Linked DNA regions of Sus scrofa: all the other regions are linked to region 2. A link is a contact called in public Hi-C and promoter capture Hi-C data. All regions are on one chromosome and are shown on one strand. The core of a region is the stretch at or near the end of the contact, and the rest is flanking DNA. Distances in the headings are between cores, read along the strand shown. Region 1 holds the start of KRAS (GTPase KRas). Region 2 holds the start of INTS13 (integrator complex subunit 13). Region 3 overlaps LMNTD1 (lamin tail domain-containing protein 1).

Region 1 (3,192 bases), core at 271-2,770, 1.7 Mb after region 2:
AAACAGCCTTGCAGAGTACAGCCCACAGAAGGGGTAGGAAGAAAAGAGAGGCAGTTGGTATAAGGCCTAGGTTAACAGACATAATAGTAGGGATTTAAAATAACTGTTTTGGAGTTCCCATTGTGCCTCAGCAGGTTAAGAACCCAACTAGTATCCATGAGGATCCAGGTTTGATCCCTGACCCCGATTGAGGGATCTAGTGTTGCCCTGTGTTGCTCTGTAGGTGGCAGACACAGCTCTGATCTCTTGTTGCTGTGGCTGTGGTGTAGGCTGGCAGCTACAGCTGCGATTCTACCCCTAGCCTGGGAACTTCCATATGCCACAGGTTTGGCCCTAAAAAGACAACCCCCCACACCCCAAAAAAACACTTTTATTCATGTTTTATGATGTGGATTAGAGGGACAGAACTGCAGAGAGAGATTCAGATGGGTGGTCCTATTAGGTCTAGGTGCTGGTCTGCCAGGCCTCTGTCTTTAAAACTCTCCCAAACCTTTCTAGGTAGTATATCAACCTCTCAAACCTTTCTTGGTAGTTTATCAATGCAGACACTGGGCATACTAGCAGTTTTAATTGTTCCATTGTTTAATGTGTTAACTCCCTGAACGTTAACTTATTAATCTGTCTTCTAATTAATGTTTGAATGATTCTCCTCAGGTCTAGACTATTAAGGGCACTTCTATTTAAAAACAGTCTGTCTCCTGCTTGTGCCATCAGGGGCAATAGGTACCTCTGAGGTCGCCGTTTAGGGTGCCCCGTAATGGCTTCAGAAGGTTCATAAAGCGACAAAGATCAGACCCCCTCCCCTTAACAGTGATGAAAGGACGTGCTGCTTTGTTGGGACCTGGGGCTAGTACGTTCCTGGTCCCAGAGAGTGCAGAATGGTAATCTCCAAGGCGTGCTCGCACAGCCGGGGGCTGGGGAACTGGGGGCCCAGTCTCTCTCTAAGTCACCCACGTCGCCTCCCACTTTCGAATACTGCTTGTTTATTTACTTGCAGTAAATGATAGTGAATGAATGTGCCCAAGCGTAGGCCGACCCCAGGCGAGGTGGGATTTTCGCAGCTTCTCCGAGTGGACCCCACAGGGGCGCGGCAGGGGTCCCCGTGGCGTCTCCCGGGTGCGCGAGTCTTGAGTCCGCAGCTGCGGGCTATGAGCTGCGGCGGGAGCCTGGGGGCGGGCCCCGCGTGGGGCCACCAGTGCCCCCTCACGCGCGCCCGCTCGCCCGCCCAGGCGCCGCCCAGATCTCCCCACAACCTTGCTCCGCCGGCCGCGCGCAGCCACCCAGCACCGCCCCTGCCGCCCGCTTCTTCAGCGGGCCGGGCCCCCGCCCCACCTCCGCCAGCCGGGTCCGTCCCCTCCCCAGCCGGGCCCCGCCTCCTCCCTCTCCCCGGCGGCACTCTCTCTACCCTCTTTCCACACCGCCCTCAGCCGCTCCCTCCCCGCACGCCCGTCTGGAGAGGAATCGAGCGCCGAGAGCATCGATAGTTCTGCCCTCTGCGGCCGCCTGGCCCCGAACTCATCGGTGAGCTCGGAGCTCGATTTCCCTAGGCGGCGGCCGCGGCGGCGGAGGCACAGCGGCAGCGGCGGCGGTGGCGGCGGCGGCAGCGGTGGCGGCGGCTCGGCCAGTACTCCCGGCCCCCGCCATTTCGGACTGGGAGCTAGCGCGGCGCAGGCACTGAAGGCGGCGGCGGGGGCCAAAGGCTCGGCGGCTCCCAGGTGCGGGAGAGAGGTACGGAGCGGACCACCCCTCCTGGCCCCTGCCGGGGTCCCGACCCTCCTCGCCGGCGCCGGGCGGGGCCGGCGGCGAGTGAATGAATTAGGGGTCCCGGGAGGGGCGGGGAGGGGGCTCGGGCGCGGGGCCCTGGCGGGCGGGCCGGCAGGGTGGGGGGGTCTGCAGGGGGAGGCGCGGGGACGCGGCGACGCGGGGAATGAGGAATGGGCGGTGCGGGGCTGAGGAGGGTGAGGCTGGAGGCGGCCGCTGCTGGTGCTGCTTCCTGGACGGGGAACCCCTTCCTTCCTCCTCCCCGAGAGCCGCGGCTGGAGGCGGCCGGGGAGAAACTCGCGGGCCGGGCGGGCTGCCCCTCGGGGCGGTCGGGTGCGGTGGAGGTTACTCCCGCTGCGCTCCGGCCTCCCCTCCCCCTCGTCGTCCTTCCCTCTCTGTCTCTCCCTTCGCTCCCGCACCTCTTCCTCCCTTCCCAGCACTCGGCTGCTTCGGTTACTGCCTTCTCTGCTGCATCTAGCATCTCTCGGACGGAGGTATAAACTTCTCCCTCGAGCGCAGACTGGATGGCTAGTGGCCCCTTTCCGTGTGTAGGGGGATATGGGAGTAATAGGGGAGGTCACGTTTTGGAAGCGCAAAGAAAAGTGCTTAGAGACCACTGTTTGAGGTTATTGTGTTTGGAAAAATGCATCTGCAGCTGAGTTCCTGACTGCTCCCCTCCCCCATGTATGGGCTGTGACATTGCTGTGGCCACAAAGGAGGAGGTGGAGGTAGTGATGGTGGTGGAAGAACAGGTGGCCAACACCCTACAACGTAAAGCTTGTGACTTAGTGAAAACGAAAAAGTTAATCCCAGAAGGTCTATTTGCTTTGTCAAGTTAAAACACACGCAGAAAACCCGCAAAGCAGAAGCAGGGCTTTTTCTTTACTAGTGGAGTGTAGACAGCGATAGCTAAAATCGTACCTGAAGTTTAATTTGCCCGTTGTTGTCCTTTCCCCCATCTCTTCTGGATTACCTCATGCTTATAAATTTGATCCGCATCTCAGGAGTTATTACAGCCCTCCAAAACAGCACTCACAATTTTTTTTTTTAACAAGAGGAGTTAATTGTAGCAATCTGCCAGCTAACTGTCTGAAATACTTATAGACATGTGCATGATAGTTGAAGTCCTAAACTAGCTTTCTCAAACCTTGATATGGTCAAAACAAGGAGTCAAGAACAGAAAGTTATTTTCTAATTTTTACACAATGTATGTTACATCTGTAATGGAAAAACATCATTAAAAAAGAAATTGCAAAGGGAAAAAGTCTGTTCGCAATCATCATCTCAGAATCAACCCTCTGAGTGATGTCATTCTTAGGTGACTAAGGTCCAAAATGCTGACTTGAATATATAATAGACTATAGACATTAAGTATGGTAAATATCAATACTGCTTACTTTGGGACTGTATCCATCCACGGCGTTCTTGGTT
Region 2 (3,556 bases), core at 488-2,987:
AGTGTCACCTGGAGGAATCTGAGAAGTCTATGAATTGGATCTTGATAGGTGCTTTTTAAAAAAAGGAAGAGTAAGCATTAAAGGCAGATGATGCAGCATATACAAAGGCTTGTGAAAGCGTTGGAGAAACAGCCAGTAGTCTGGCATGACAGGATACTGAGGTATTTGGAGGCGAGGCAAAAAAAGACGGAAAAGGTAAAGTGGATTAGGACACACAGTAAAAGGTCCTAAGTGATATACTTAACAATTTGGTCAGCAATATCGATACTAAAAAGGTGTAAAGAAAGGGTTGATATAAACAGATTTTGTATTTCAGAATGGCAGGGAAGGATGACGGTAGGGAAATCAGTTGGGGGTGGGCAATGATTCTGGTCAAAGAAGAAATACCATAGTGCAGTGAAAGTGGAAATAAGCCAAGGATGAGCCTTAGGTTCCTAATCTGGACAGCAGGATGGATACAGGTATACCATCATTTGAGATGAGATACAGAAGAAAGGCAGGAAGAAAACCAGGAAAAGATAGGATTCTTTGGAGGGCAGCTTCAAGGCAGTATGATTATCCAGGAAGAGAACTAGGAAAAGAGCAATACTTCTTGGAGGGCGGTTTCAAGAAAGAAGTAATGATTAACCAAGTCATCTTCTGCAAAGGGGTAAACTGAAAACTGAAAAGGACGCCTCTTCCATCCCTGCCGACCACCCCCACCCCGCCTCGCAAATGCTGAGCTCCCAGGTGGGTTAGGCAGGAAGAAAACAGAGACGAAAGGTGTGTCCACAAGATTTGGGCCAAGGGTTTCCATCAAACTTTCCGTACCTCAGCTCCGGAAAGACGGTCTCAGAGCTGAGAACAGAGAGGAACTACCGCGCCCAGGCACGGGCAGCCGGTGGTTCAAGAGGTGGGGCAAAGAGCACCGTCAGGGGAAGGAAGCTTCCGACTCTCTTAAACCCGCTCTGGTCCCTGGACTGATTCCACTTACTCTGATCTCAATCCCTCGCAGCCGTCAGCTGTGGCGACTAGGACTCAAAGCCTCTGCCAACGGGGACCTATGCACCCAAGGGAAGAGACTCCTCTCGCTTGTTCAGCTTCTTCAATAGCAGACGCAGACCCCAGCAGAGGTAGTGTTGGGGCAGATGGGAGGGTCATAGGTGATCAGTCCCATTACTGGTCAGGGTAAAAACCTCCGCTCACCGCCTCCGACCTGCGCTCTCAGAGCGCCTCAACCTCGCGAGACTTCCTCCCTCGCGTTACCGTGGGGGCAGAACCCGGCGATTTACTTGAGGCCTCTAGCTGACATGCGCAAGAGGTAGGGGCGGGGCACTTATACGTCCCTCCCCACTGATCCACATTCTGGCTTTTGCTCGGCCTCTCGCTAAGTCTCGCGAATTTTGCTTGGGGAAATCGGCCTGGGTTGGAGAGACTGAGAAGGGAGACCTGGTGGGAGGGCCTTACGCTTAGGGGACCGTGGCTGCTTTAGCTGGTGCTGTGGTTGGTACTTCGCTGTGGGGAGGTTCTCAGGTCGCCCGGATCAATCTTCCCAATGGGTGACTGGGAAAATTAGCGGATAGAAAATCCTGATGGTTGGAGGCATTCTTTTCCCCTTGGCTCCGCCCTCTTCCTGTTAGAGACCTTAGTGTCTGGCCCACCGAGGGGGAAGGGCAGCTTGGCGGGGCTGTCAAGGGCGCTTTGCGCACGCGCCAGTCCGAGTGTGTGAGTGTTTGTGTTCACGCGCAGGCGCGCGCGCGCTCCTGCATTTAGGAAGCCTGGGAAGGACCGGTGTGCTAGGAGATGAGCGGGGAAAACCTAGTCCCCGGTCTTTGGTACCAGACATTCCTGACTGTGCGCTGACCCTCCCCACCCAGCCAGCAGCCTTTTCCAGAGAGGCTGTGGTTCTTAGCCTCTGTTCGTTTTCACTGCAAGACCAGGCACGAAAGTAAGCGAACCTCGATCCTGAGATCTTCCCTATCCACTCACCTTGTACTTTCCACCCCCCACCCTCTGGCAGAGTGTGTCTAGGTTTCTCAAAGAAGAGTTTTGCATGAAGGGGAAATGCGTTTGAAAGCGGCCGGGCTGTAAAAAATCGGTTCGTTTTGATGAACACTTTTGCTCTGTTTACCATGTGCTTTTCGAATGTGAATTGTCTATTCGGTATAAGATTGTATTAGCGAAGCAAGGGAGTTTTTGTAAGAAAGTTTTAAAAGTTCTTTCTCCCATCAGTGTGATAATAGCACATAAGTTTTTCTGTTCTACATGATAAATTACTGTGGTGTTTCTAAAGCTAATGGGGAGAGTGTGAATTTGAGGTCCTTATCCTAATGCGAAAATCTAATAATGCAGTTATCCTAGGAAATGTTTATGTTTGGGGCTTCCCTTTTGTTGTCACTCCTCTTTCCAGTTTCCAAACCTTTTTTCAGAAGTCTTGAGATTTTTTTTGGAGGGAAGCCCAAAAATGCTGACCTGGGTTGGTTTGCAGGTTTTTATGTGATTGATGTCAACTCACAAGGATCATCAAAAGTGTATTTGAAGAGTATTTGTCGCTATTATGTGTTATGTAAGGGAAACAAGTACGATTATTTGTAGAAATGTTTTCTTCTGACAAATTTAAGTTCATTCCAAAAGCAAAAATATATATATACATGGGTTGTAATCTTGCCTGTGACAGGTTAATATGGTGTAGTTCATCCCTTGAATTGATAGTTACTCTATGGTCATGACCTCATTAAATTTGTCCTTTGTTGGATAAATTCCTTTGAATACTGATTGTTCATGTCCCCTACCAAATCTTCTTGAGGAAAAGACACATTCATTAGAAATAATTTAAGATAGTAAATGTTATGTATGTTTGGCTAATGTATTTTATCCCTTACAGGTTAAAACAAAATGAAGATTTTTTCTGAATCCCATAAAACAGTATTTGTTGTGGATCACTGCCCTTACATGGCAGAATCATGCAGACAGCATGTGGAGTTTGATATGCTGGTGAAGAATAGGACCCAAGGAATCATCCCTTTGGCCCCCATATCTAAATCATTATGGACTTGCTCAGTAGAATCTTCCATGGAATATTGTAGAATAATGTATGATATATTTCCTTTCAAAAAGCTGGTGAGTGTGAATACAAGTAAAATCATGATCTGGGGGATGTACTTAACTGCCTAGTACCTTCTTTGTATATGAGTTTGCTATAGATTTGACTTACAACTGTTTATTTACGACTTTAAAAATGTGGTCTATTTCTCATCAATCCTTTGAGGTAGCTACTATAATTGCTGGGACAGTATTCAAAGTATAAAATAACCAGAATGGAACAAACACTGACCATGGAGAATTGTTGCCAGCCTAAGCAGAAGGGATTTTGGTTGTAAGCACTTTGTCAAATTGTGTTTGTGTGTACCATCTGAATATCAGCTATGATTATTACTGCCATGTTAGAGATGGCAGAACCTGAGATAAAGAGAAGCAGCTAGCCCTGAGTCATATCACTAGTTAGAGGCAGAACCAGAGTTTGAGCCTGGCTACTTAGAGTTTTAATGAAAATGTCCTAAACTGCCACAGGACTTGG
Region 3 (3,297 bases), core at 412-2,911, 1.6 Mb after region 2:
ATGGGCTCAAAAAGGAAAGAGAGAAATAAGCTGAGAAGCAAAAAGCTTGATTGCAAGTAGTCTGTATTTGGAGTTCCTATTATGGCTCAGCAGAAACAAATCTGACTAGCATCCATGAGGACACAGTTCGATCCCTGGCCTCGATCAGTGGGTTAAGGATCCAGCGTTGCCATGAGCTGTGGTGTAGGTCGAAGACAAGGCTCAGATCCCAAGATGCTGTGGCTGTGGTGTAGGCCAGCAGCTACAGCTCCAGTATGGCCCCTAGCCTGGGAACCTCCATATGCCACAGGTGCGGCCCTGGGGGGGAAAAAAAAGGCAAGTAGTCTGTATTCAAACCAGTCCATTGTAAAGATTCATAGGACTCAACACTAAAAAATTATTGGGAAAAGTATTTCGATGATTAAAGCATGTTTTTCTTACTTTAGTAGCTGTTAGTGCAGAAAATAATGACTGTAAAAAAGCCTATCTTCTGTTTTAGTATTCTAAAGCATAAACTGGTGTTACAATGGAAATGAGAGTGATACATAACGTAGTATTCACAACTAAATGATCTTCCTTGCTTAGCAGTAATGATTAAGATGCCTAGAATTACAAAGTGACTTACAAAAAAAATGTTAGTGAAAAAAATCCTAAGGTTCATCTTGCCGTCTTTGAGATGGGCATACCAACCAAGGGTTTTACTTTTCAGAAGCGTTGCCCATAAACTATTTGGCAGCAGAGGGCGCTCTCCTGTTAAAATCCAAAGTTCTCATTTAAAAGCTGTTAGAGGCTCATATTCGCTAGCGTCCAAATACCGTTGTTGAAAGTATTGTCAAAAAGCAAAGGAGTCCGAATGAGTTTTGAGTTTTATTTAGGGGAGAAGGACATCAGACCAGAATAGTTACGAACCATAATTTAATGAGACCTTAGATTTTTAGCAATGCTTATTCACTTCAAAATGATTGTATTTGATTCATTCCAGTAGTATTTCCTGAGGAAAGACACAAACATATACTTCTAGGGTCATCCTCCGATACTGTTACGGGACGGCTTGAAAACTTAGCATGCGCTGTGTGCCCAATAAGAGCAGGACATCTTAAAACAAAATGAAAATAATCATATTTATCGCATTCGAAAGTATGCAATTCACTATGTCACAGATTTTACCTAAAAAATGTTTACAACGAGCAGTAGATACTATGTCTCTATGAAGAGATAAATGTTTGGTAATATCTGAATACTAATATAAAATAATGTCTGCATATTTATCTCCAGTGATCAATGGCATCCTCTGGAGAGAAACCTGTGAGCCAATAACCCGCACCTCGGGTTGTTCCCGAATTCCAAAGCGTGGTCTTTCCCCCACCCCTCTGATCCTCTCAGCCACCACCCGCTCCCCAGAGCGAACCAGCTCTGTTCAGGGCCAAGTTGCTGAAGATTTTCAATCACTACCAGAGATTCTTTTCCCTTAGAACCACAATGTGGCATGTTTCCGCATCGCCGCTTTATATTGGCTAATTGGTGCTTTTTTAAAAGCTTAACTTTAAACCAGGAGGAATCATACATTTTGCATTTTCTGAACACTCCCTTGTTTCGTTTTCAAGCTAACGAGGTCTTACGAGTGAACATGCAAAAGCCTTTTTTGAACACCCCAAGTCGCAAGTCATTGGACAGGGCTCTAGCTGCGTGTCCAGGTCTCACGTGGTGCCTGTGCGAGCCACCCAGAGCGTTTGCTCTGGTGAAACCCTTAAAACTTTCTTTTTCTTTTTGTAGAAAGCAAAAACACCCCTGTCTAAATGCGCCGGCCCAGTGCCTGTCAAGAGATCCTTATGGGAGGCCGCCGGCGTCCCAGAAGACCGCCGCATGACTCAAGACTCGAAAGGTTCCCGAGTTCAAGCTACTCTGGACGCCGCGGCTGCTTCGCGCTCGTCGCCGGGCCGCGCAGCCGCCACCCTGATGTCCCCACCCGCGGGTCCGCGCGCCCCGCGCGCCCGCTGAGGGGGAGGGGCGCGCTCGGCCGAGGTCGCCGCCCGGTTGTGCAATCCGGCTATGCAAATAAGCGGGGTTACGACAGCCAATTAGAAGCCGGCTCTGCCGTGACGCGCGCGCCGAGAGCCCGTAGTATTTATAGATCGTATTTAAAGAGCCCTTGGGAGTCTCCCCGGGCTCGGCTGGGCGGCGGCGGCGGCGGCTGCAGGGCTGTAGTTGGCCGGGCGCGAGTGAGGTGGCGGGGCGGTCGCTGCTGGTACCGTCCCTGTGGGGGTGTTGGGCGTGGAGGAGTGTCAGAGCACGTTCTATAGTAGTTTTTACCCACTTCCTAGCTCGGTTTCTGGAGAGGAGGAGGAAATGGTGCAGTTTCCACAGTAGTTTCGCTTCAAACAAAGCCGGGGATTTGGAATCTCAAAGCTCAAGGTGGGGGATGGGGGCAGCAGGTTGAACCGACCCCGCCCGGGCCCCTCATTTGAGCCACAAACCGCCGCCGTTTCCTGGTGCTGAGCTGTGTAGAGGCACCCTTCCTGGGGGGAGGGGAGAACAATACCGCCTGAAAAGCCAAAAGTCGCGGAATTTGGGGGCGGGGTGTATTCGTAGAAAATAAATTACGAGATAGTGGCCCTGATTATCTTGGCGTTGAGTCGACTGATCTTCAGACTTCCTGGCCAGCGAGCTGCACACTGCAATGCGAAAGCAGGAAACTGGCATTACGTCAGAAGAGAGGAGACCCAAATTGCAACGGTTGCATCTGCAGGCCTGGCTCTTTTTCCTTGGAGAGGTTCCGGGGTCCGGGCCCAGGGTGCTGCCCGAGCCAGGCGTCGCGGGCTTTCACGCCGAGGGCCCACCCCTGGCGGCACCCGGGGACCCCAGGCCCGGGCGCCTATAGCCCTAGCCCTCAGCCTCTGCACGTTGTCCTCCCCGGAGGGCTCTTCAGCAACCACGACTAATTCCTTTTAAAGATAGCCCCGCGCCTAGCTGGATGTCTTAAATTCCCGGGGAGGGGGAGAGGGCGGGGTGTTGACTACTGCCCTTAGTTGAGCAGGAGCTCATGTCCACCTCGGGAAAGCAGGTGGCAAAGGGGAGGAATCCCAGCCTAGTGTAGAACAGGACGAGTTATCCCCACCTGGTCAAGGATCTCAACCTTGAGGGGCGTGGTCACAGGAAACTTGTTTTCTGCCAGGGACCCTGCTCCTGAGGCTTTGCCACTGCTTCTTAGAAACTGCTTGAGGATGGACCGCCGTGAAGCAGGAGGATATCGTGAATTAGTACATTCTGTCTCTTGGAAAACTTTGAAGAGTTTGACTCTAGCCTCACCTGCTCCCTCAC

Evidence for each region. Promoter capture Hi-C pulls out the DNA fragments that hold promoters and counts their contacts. Hi-C and Micro-C count contacts between places; a contact is called where the count stands out from the background.
Region 1: a promoter capture Hi-C map of fetal liver shows a contact between it and region 2, with 3 times the contacts expected there. The contact joins the promoter of KRAS here to the promoter of INTS13 in region 2. A contact is called at or near these places in 1 of 5 promoter capture datasets (fetal liver), 1 of 47 Hi-C or Micro-C datasets (skeletal muscle) and 1 of 2 datasets of contacts at active chromatin or transcription factors (skeletal muscle).
Region 3: a contact with region 2 is called in a Hi-C map of liver, with 7 times the contacts expected there. The contact joins the enhancer-like site here to the promoter of INTS13 in region 2. A contact is called at or near these places in 2 of 5 promoter capture datasets (fetal liver and liver), 3 of 47 Hi-C or Micro-C datasets (heart right ventricle, liver and skeletal muscle) and 1 of 2 datasets of contacts at active chromatin or transcription factors (alveolar macrophages).

Annotation. Positions count from the first base shown.
Region 1 is chr5:48,507,254-48,510,445 of Sscrofa11.1, forward strand. It overlaps KRAS (GTPase KRas), which reads left to right and starts at 1,521. Exons shown (of 5, transcript XM_003126427.5): 1 at 1,521-1,728.
Region 2 is chr5:46,822,773-46,826,328 of Sscrofa11.1, forward strand. It overlaps INTS13 (integrator complex subunit 13), which reads left to right and starts at 1,738. Exons shown (of 17, transcript NM_001243595.1): 1 at 1,738-1,927; 2 at 2,864-3,099. The coding sequence starts at 2,875. FGFR1OP2 (FGFR1 oncogene partner 2) reads right to left here and starts at 1,290. Exons shown (of 6, transcript XM_005664032.3): 1 at 974-1,290.
Region 3 is chr5:48,396,915-48,400,211 of Sscrofa11.1, forward strand. LMNTD1 (lamin tail domain-containing protein 1) reads left to right here. Exons shown (of 18, transcript XR_002344073.1): 18 at 1,753-2,987. Among named protein-coding and RNA genes, the nearest start is that of KRAS, 110 kb to the right of the region's middle. Within about 2 kb of position 1,662, at least 81 of the 83 cell types and tissues checked have an H3K27ac peak or open chromatin away from gene starts, as enhancers often do. A contact at or near this core is called in alveolar macrophages, fetal liver, liver and 1 more, where this site is marked.